2 separate regions of the Canis lupus genome follow, and region 2 is linked to region 1. Evidence: chromatin contacts called from public Hi-C data. All regions are on one chromosome and are shown on one strand. Each heading gives the region's core, a stretch centred on a gene start, on an enhancer-like site or on the middle of the called end of the contact. The rest is flanking DNA. Distances are from core to core; before and after follow the strand shown.

The links. A called contact is a pair of places that touch in the nucleus more often than the background predicts.
Region 2: a contact with region 1 is called in a Hi-C map of amygdala, with 8 times the contacts expected there. The contact joins two enhancer-like sites. A contact is called at or near these places in 4 of 9 Hi-C or Micro-C datasets (amygdala, blood and skin fibroblasts).

Annotation. Positions count from the first base shown.
Region 1 is chr1:39,747,914-39,752,310 of UU_Cfam_GSD_1.0, forward strand. No RefSeq gene overlaps it. Among named protein-coding and RNA genes, the nearest start is that of UST, 140 kb to the right of the region's middle. Within about 2 kb of position 2,123, at least 5 of the 20 cell types and tissues checked have an H3K27ac peak or open chromatin away from gene starts, as enhancers often do.
Region 2 is chr1:40,503,776-40,508,172 of UU_Cfam_GSD_1.0, forward strand. No RefSeq gene overlaps it. Among named protein-coding and RNA genes, the nearest start is that of ZC3H12D, 32 kb to the right of the region's middle. Within about 2 kb of position 2,121, at least 7 of the 20 cell types and tissues checked have an H3K27ac peak or open chromatin away from gene starts, as enhancers often do.

The DNA of each region.
Region 1 (4,397 bases), core at 873-3,372:
TAGCAGCCTGAACAGACTAAGACCCTGTTAGAACATAAGGCAGATCATGTCATTCCTCTGCTCAAAACCCTCTAGTGGCTTCTTTCTTTAAGAGTCAAGGATAGACTCCTCACAGTGGCCTGCAGGGTTCTATGGAATCAACCCTTCTTTCCTATCTGGTCTCCCCAACCCCACCATCATACCCTCCCAGCTGGCTAAGTCACCAACACAAGCCTTCTTATTTGTCCTCAAATCCATCAGTCAGGCTTGTGCTTTGGGTCTTCGTAGGGTGCTTTCCTCCATCTGGAGTGACGGTAGAGCCAGCCCCCCGCTCCCCCCCCCCAGCCAAATCTGAATGACTGCCTCCCCCCACCTTTGTCCTCCAGGTCTCTGCTCCAGCTGACTGGCCAGAGCCCCGTCCTGACTTCACCATTGCTGTCACTCCTGATTGCCTCTCTGCTCTGTCTTCAGCGGTAGCATGGATCATTTTCTGACATATTACTTACTTTCTTCTCTATGTTGCTTATCACCTGTCCCCTCCTGCTACAGTGTAAGGCCCAGGAATGCACAGGTTTGCTCTCTAACCAGTCTGAACCTCTGCACTCGACACATTTGTATTTGTTGAATGAGTGACTGTCTGTGAATCACAAGTTCTTGAATCCTCAATGTCAAAACCCAGAGGATCTATTTCAACCCTCCCAGTTTATAGGTGAGGAGACAGGACCCCGAGAGGTGACAGGAGCGGCTGAGGTCACACAGAGATGGCTGGTGACAGTAAGTCGGTAAAGCGGCCGATCTTCTCCACCTGTCAAAGGCTTAGCCAAACTGTGGAAGGAGCCTCGGTGTCCATCGAAAGATGAATGGATAAAGAAGATGTGGTCTATGTATACAATGGAATATTCCTCAGCTGTTAGAAACGACAAATACCCACTATTTGCTCCAACGTGGATGGAACTGGAGGGTATTATGCTGAGTGAAATAAGGCAATCGGAGAAGGACAAACATTATATGGTCTCATTCATTTGGGGAATATAAAAAATAATGAAAGGGAATAAAGGGAAAGGAGAGAAAATGAGTGAAAATATCAGTGAGGGGGACAGAACATGAGAGACTCCTAACTCTGGGAAACGAACAAGGGGTAGTGGAAGGGGAGGTGGGCAGGTTAGGGGTGACCAGGTGACGGGCACTGAGGGGGGCACTTGGCGGGATGAGCACTGGGTGTTATGCTATATGTTGGCAAACTGAACTCCAATTAAAAAAAAAAAAAAAAAAAGCTTCACCGGGGCCTGTGAGCAGCAGCAAAGGCAAGGACCCCGGACCACAGCAGAAGCAGGAGCAGTCGCCGCGGCGTGCGGCCACCAGGGGGCTCTCGTGCGCCAGGCTGAGCCGCACCGGACCCCGGGGAGCGAGCGCCCGCGCAGCGCCGCTGGAGGGAGCAGCGGGGCTCGGCGCCCGGAGGAAAAGCGGCGGCGGGAGGCGCAGCAGCGTTTTCACCGCTGTCCTGCTCGCCAGACGCCCGGCGCCTTCCAGCCGAGGGCGCATCGGAGAATGTTGGTCCCGGGCCGCTGTGAGACACCCCGTGGCGCTCCTGGCTCCAGCCTTTCACTCCTTGACTCCCGGGGCGGGGCGCCTGCCCCCCGGGCTGCACCTGCGCCCCCCCACCCCCCGGGCTGCACCTGCCCTCCGGGCTGCACCTGCCCCCCCCGGGCTGCACCTGCCCCCCCGGGTGCACCTGCCCCCCGGGTGCACCTGCCCCCCCCCGGGCTGCACCTGCCCCCCCGGGTGCACCTGCCCCCCCCCCCCGCTGCACCTGCCCCCCCCCCGGGCTGCACCTGCCCCCCCCCCGGGCTGCACCTGCCCCCCCACCCCCCCGGGCTGCACCTGAGGGGCCGCGCGCCAAGTGCCTTCCCGCCGCCCGGAACAGGCTCGGGAAGGACGCGTCAGGTGACCCGAAAACGAAGCCCCAAACCTCAGGTGTCGATGAGGTGGGAAACCAGACTCGTCGCTGTTTGAATGGCATTTCATCCCCGCGAATGAAGAGCCGCCGCCGCCTCCCCTGCGGACGCGCGCTGAGCTTCCAGGCGCCGAAGCATCCGGCCTGCACCTCTGTGGCTGCCTAGACGCGACCCCATCCCCGTTCACAGCCCCAGGGCCTCACACAGGGGTAGGCAGAGAGATGAGCGCTGGCCTGGAGCAGTTTGGTCCCCACGCCCTTTGGCTTTAACCACTGCCGAATATTCCCTGGTCTCAGCCTGAGCAGCATATTGAAATCACCTGGCCTATCAGTCTGGGTTCAACCAGAGGAGCAGAACCCGCGGGAGATGCATCTTCAGGGCACAGATGAGCTTTTGTGACTGTGGAGCCTGGACAGGCAAGCCTGAACCCAGAGGATGTGATGTCAGGGAGGCCAGGCGGCAGCTGCTGTCTGCAGGCCGCGGTGTCCACTTCACCAGGAATCCTCCGCTCTGCTCTTGAGGCCTTTCAACACACCGGGTCAGGCCCACCCAGATCAGACTCCCTTAAAGTCAACTGATTATGGACTAGAATCACAGCCACAAATACCTTCGCAGCAACACCTGAGTTAGTGTTTAGTTGACTAACCGGGGACTGTAGCTGTCCTCATGAATTCCGGCTGTTATAACAGAATGCCACAGACTGAGTGGTTTAGCAACAACCGAAATCTTATTTCTCACAGTTCTGGAGGCTGGAAGCCTGAGATCAGAGGGCCAGCGCAGTCAGGTTCTGGTCAGAGTCCTCTTCCAGGTTGCAGACTACTGACTTCTCACTGTATTCTTGGGGAAAGAGAGAAGCAGCAAGCTGTCTCATGTCTTATAAAGACACTAATCCCATTCCTGAGGGCTCCAGTCTCAGGACTAATCTAAACCTAATTACCCCTAAAAGCCCCACCTCCTGATACCATCATACTGCGGGGGCAGGGTGGGGGGTAAGGTCCTGACATAATGAATTTTGGGGAGAACACAGTATAACAATAGCCCAGCCAAGCTAACCCGTTAAAAACACACCACTATGCCTCAAAAGCTTTTGAAAAGTAGGTCTTTGGGGCCCCACCCCAAACCAGTTGAATCTGCATCTCATGGGATAGAAGATGGACATTCATTTTCTTTCCTTGTTTTAAAGTTCTCCTCATAATACTCTGACACAGAGTGAGAGTTAAGAACTACGAGTACCATCAGTGAGATGAGGGCCTTCAGAATTTGAACAGAACCACCAGTACTTGGTTTTCTGTGTTGGGATGACCATAGAGAAGACAGTGACCAGCGTGGAGGGAGCACATGCTGGCTCTGTGTTTGCTCTGTGACCCTGGGTGGGTGCCTCCAGTACTCCGCCTTGGTGTTGTCACCTGGGAAAAGAGGAGAATGGGAGAAAAGGCTCAGATCACCCCACTAACCTTTACCCAAATGCCATTCCCCTTCTTATGCCAAAATCTCAGATTTGTTTGGCCTCCCTATTCCCAGCCCCAGGAGATGACTCCTGATTGGCTCAGAACAATTTTCTTCTTCTTTGGGTCCTCCCTTCAATAGCCTCCCTTGCAGCCACTTCTGGGCAATGATGATACAGGCGAAGTTGACCATGGTCTTTGGGGTAATATTTCCCTCACCAATGAGGGCAAGACCCTCCTTCTGCTCTTTGGTCATAAAGGGGTGAGAGCCTGACATGATGGCACCCCATGTGACACCAGTCAAGGGACAAAAGCCCACCTGCAGAGGGGGGGAATCAGAAGGGTAGATGAAAGCTTGGGTCCTTCGGTGCCCTCAAGCCAGAGCACCACTTTCTACCAGTGATTATAAAATATTTGCTGAGAACACCTTCCCTGATTAGCAGTAGTCCAAGTTTGGGGGAAAGAGAAAGCTTCTGCAGCCATCTCATTCCAGGGACTTGGTATTGGTGAAGCAGACAGTGAGATTTTGGAGACAGAAAAGCCTCAGCTCAGTAATCCTGAGTAATCCTGACTAATCCTCCACAGGTAGAATGCCTCTTATTTACAAGCTCTTTCAGGACATAGCAATCAATCCTGAAAGTAGCATTCAAGACCCTCCACAAATACACCTACTCCCTACTCGAGTCAGAGGTGCCGTGTAGCTTCAATGAAATGTCTCTGGAATATTCCATAGTGATCCCCATGTTCATCTTGGCTTGAATTTCTTCCCCAGTTTAGAATCCTCTCTGCCCACCCTACTTTCTCTGTCCGAATCCCACCATTTTAGGTCTAATCTCCTCCAGAAAGATGTGAATAACTTGTCTACACTACCCCCTTTCTGACAACCCAGAGCCCTGTCTTAGTGCCCTTTGCTAGAGCATTTGACCTCACAGTCAAACAAGAGCCCTGAGGGAGGTCTCTGGATGCCTACCAAACCCACAAAGCATCTTGTTTCCTTTTATTTCTTTCCCCAGTTTTA
Region 2 (4,397 bases), core at 871-3,370, 760 kb after region 1:
TTAGCTGTCGTACCCTACTTCTCCCAACAAGCCCCGGCCTCAGGACACCATGAATTTTTCTGTCTCTGTAGAAATGGCTTCTGTTACCTGTCTATTTTAATGTCTGGGGAAACTGTGGCTAATGTGTCACCCCAGGACTTCACAGATACTACTGCTTGGAAGATACTAGGTAAAAACCAGTAGGTATAAAATCGGTGGTGGCCTGCTAGAGGGCCAGAACCAGGAAGGTGGCACTTAGAGGGCTGTCTGTCTGTGTTCCCTCCTCCTTATCTCAGCTACCCACCCTCGGGGGCCCTTTGGTGACTGGAACTGAAAACGAAGGAGCTGCCACCCTCTGGGATCTTTCCCGGGAGTGTCCATGATGGGCCAGGGAAGAGGTGCTGAATGCCAGAGCAGAGCCTGAATGGGGCTCCGGGCCAGCCTAGCTCTGAAGCAAGCAGCCCCGCCATCAGAGGACCCACCTTGAGGATGGAGAGCCTGGAAACAGCTGGGACAGGCCACCACACTCCACAGAGGGCCCAGCGACCCTGTGGTCTCTCTACCGACCTCCACCCAGCTTGAGATGCACACATTAGGGCAGCACATTCGATGCACACAGATGAGGCATGGACACCTTCTGCTGGGCTCAGTACAAGACAGGAGGGTGACAAGGAGAAGCTGGGACCAGCTCTATGGTCATCATCAAACCATCCAGAATTAGTTCTTCTAGGAACACATTTTCTGCGCAGGTTTCTTTTTCTTTTAAAGAACTTTACTGGGTCGCCTGGGTGGCTCAGTTGCTTGAGCGTCCAACTCTTGATTTTGGCTCAGGTCATCTCAGTGTCATGAAATCCAGCCCCATGCCAGGTTCTGTGCTGGGCATGAGGTCTGCTTAAGATTCTCTCTCTCCCTCTCCCTCTGCCCCTCCCCACCCCCAAAGCACATGCTCTCACTCAAAAAAATAATAAGTAAAGAGCTTTACTAAGGTATAATTGACATACTATAAACTTCAAATATTTAAAGTGTACAACTGGGGCACCTGGGTGGCTCTGCCTTCAGCTCAGGTCATGATCCTGGGACCTTGGGATCAAGCCTGGCGTTGAGCTCCCTGCTCAGTGGGGAATCTGCTTCTCCCTCTGACTGTCCCCCTGCTCCTGCTGTCATGCTCTCTCTCTCATTCTCTCTCTCTTCCAAATAAATAAATATAATCTTAAAAAAAATAAAGTGCACAATTGAGGAGTTTTGACATCTGCACACACTTATGAAATCATCAAGAGGATGACATAGTCATCACTCCCTTGGCAATCCCTCCCTCGGCAATCCCTCCCCCCCCCCCACTCCCCCACTCCTCTATCTCCAGGTAACCTTTCCTCTACTTTCTGGCACGGAAGCTTAGTTGACATTTTCTAGAGTTTTGTATAAATGGAATCATACAGTACGTACTCTTGTCTGACCGGCTTCTTTCAGCATGATTATTCTGAGACTTATTCGTGTTGCATATACCAGTGGTTCACATCAGGGGTTGCAGGCCCGGGCTGTGCTCGCAGACTCTGTAAGGAGGCTACCCTGTCAGCATCAATAATAATAATTCATTTGACTCCCCAGCAGCCCCTCCACAATGGAGGAGCAGGAGCCCAAAGAAGATGGGGGAGACGCTGGCCTGCCAGTGGCAGAGTGCAGTGTGAGAAGCTGCTTTGGGGAGTTTCTCTGGGGCCTTCTTCAAAGGGATTAAAAGCCAGAGACTGAGTGACGTGGTCCAGGGCATCCAAAAGATAACCGTCACTCTGTACAAAATCTGAGGCTGCGCCCCACCAGGGTGTGAGCTCTGGGGGCAGGGGTCACGCGGTCAGGTCCTAGGGTGGAAGAAATAGGAAAACCTTCTTGGCACTGCAGCTCCTAAATCACCCTGGGTAAACAAGCAAAGGAACAGCTCCCCAGGGCCCCAGGCAGTGCTTTGCCAATGAATCAAAGGTCAGCAACACCATAAATCAACTGCATTTGCACTGAACAGATCATGAAGAGTTATTTTGAACTTGGCCAAAAAAATTCCCTGGAGCTGAATCAACTCAAAGAACACAAACAGAGAATGAGGAAATGTCCATCTTCCTCCTCTCCCAAGCCATAAGGCCCTGACGCTCCAGGGCCAGATTCTCCACAACGAGGGCTGCCTCCTTTCCTATGGCATCATGATCCCCAAAGTATGTGTCTGTGACCTCGGGTGCCACCAGGTGATGGGTCTCCCACAAAGCAGACACAGCAGTGGGCAGACATAGAGCTTTGGGGTGTTGGGGGGATACCTCCCAGGGTCCTTCAACCCTCCCAGGAACCAGGGCCTGCACAGGATTTTCTGGCCATGGGACCAGCATTATGCTCACCTGGACTGTCATGTCACTGGCATCAGCCCAGTGCTATCCAGACTCCGGCCTGTGAGGATTCTCTTTCTTCTTCCTTCCTTTCTTTCTTTCTTTCTTTCTTTCTTTCTTTCTTTCTTTCTTTCTTTCTTTCTTTTTTTTTTTTTTTTTTTAGATTTTATCTATTCATGAGAGACACAAAGAGAGAGGCAGAGACACAGGCAGAGGGAGCAACAGGCTCCCCACTAAGCAGGGAGCCTAATGCGGGACTCGATCCCAGGATCATGACCTGAGCCAAAGGCAGACGCTCAACCATTGAGCCACCCGGGTGCCCTGAGGATTCTCTTTCAATTAAATATGCATGCGTGTATGGAAAGAGGTCCAGAAGGACCTTCGGTGTTATCACATGTCAATTCAAGGTGCCTGAATCTTCTGAATTTTTTATAATGAGTGTATAGTTTAGCATTTTTTAAAAGGCAGTGGTGTGTAGCAAGGAATTTTTTTCTTGTTATGAAAGCTATTGACTATAGAAGATTTAGAAAAATATATAAAGACCGAAAGGAGGAGAGAGTCACCTGTAATCATAATCCCACCACCCAGATAGACTCTGTTGATCTTTAGAGAATTTATTTTCTATAAATAGAATATGTATTTTTGGGATCCCTGGGTGGCGCAGCGGTTTAGCGCCTGCTTTTGGCCCAGGGCGCGATCCTGGAGACCCAGGATCGAATCCCACGTCGGGCTCCCGGTGCATGGAGCCTGCTTCTCCCTCTGCCTGTGTCTCTGCCTCTCTCTCTCTCTCTCTCTCTCTGTGTGACTATCATAAATAATAAACAAAAAAAAGAATATGTATTTTTAACAAAAGAGAAGTATGAATTCTGTTTTACAATCTACTTTTATTCTTCATAATCTATGCTCAGCATTTTCTTTTTTTTTTTTTTTTGAACTTCAGTTAATCTTACTGAGATAAATGGTATTCTTAGAAGTCTACCTTTGTCATAGAACATAAAGGTAAACATCTCTGATTTATTTATTCATTTTAAGTTTTTATTTAAATTCTAATTAGTTAACATGTATGATAAAACTGGTTTTAGATGTAGAATTTAGTGATTCATCTCTTACATATAACACCCAGTACTCATCATAACAAGTGCCCTCCTTAATGCCCATCACTCATCTAGCCCATCCCCCACCCACCTCCCTCTGGCAACCCTCCCTTTGTTCTCTGTTAAGAGTCTCTAAAAAAAAAAAAAAAAAAAAGAGTCTCTTATGGTTTGTTTCCTCCCCTTCTCTTTTTTCCCCCTTCCCATATGTTCATCTATTTTTTTTCTTAAATTCCACATATGAGTGAAATCATTTGGTTTATTGTCTTTCTCTGACTGACTTTTCTCACATAACAATACATTCTAGCTCCAACCATGTCATTATAAATAGCAAGATTTCATTCTTTTTGATGGCTGAGTGATATATACATATTATTTACATATATATATACATATATATATATATATATATATTAGGCATCAGCCCCATGCTATCCAGACTCCAGCCTGTGAGGATTATATATATATATATGAAATATATATATGAAATCCCCACATTCCAGGTGCTGGAATGGCCTGGGCAACTTTTTGAGATATATAATCTCACATCTTCTTTATCCATTTATCAGTTGATGGGCATTTGGGCTCTTCCCATTCCATTGTTTGGCTATTGTTGATAATGCTGCTATAAACATCAGGGTGCTTCAAATCTGTATTTTTGTATCCTTTGGATATATACCTAGTAGTGCAATTTGCTGGATCATAGAGTAGTTCTATGTTTAACTTTTTGAGGATCCTCCATACTGTCTTCCAGAATGGCTGCACCAGTGTGCATTCCCACCAACAGTGTGAGATGGTTCCCCTTGCTCTGCATCCTGGCCAACACCTGTTGTTTCCTGTGTTGTTAATTTTAACCACTCTGATAGATGTAAGGTGGTATCTCATCATGATTTTGATTTGCATTCCTGATGATGAATTGATATATGCTCAACATTTTCTATGTCATTAGCATCCTCTGACAATA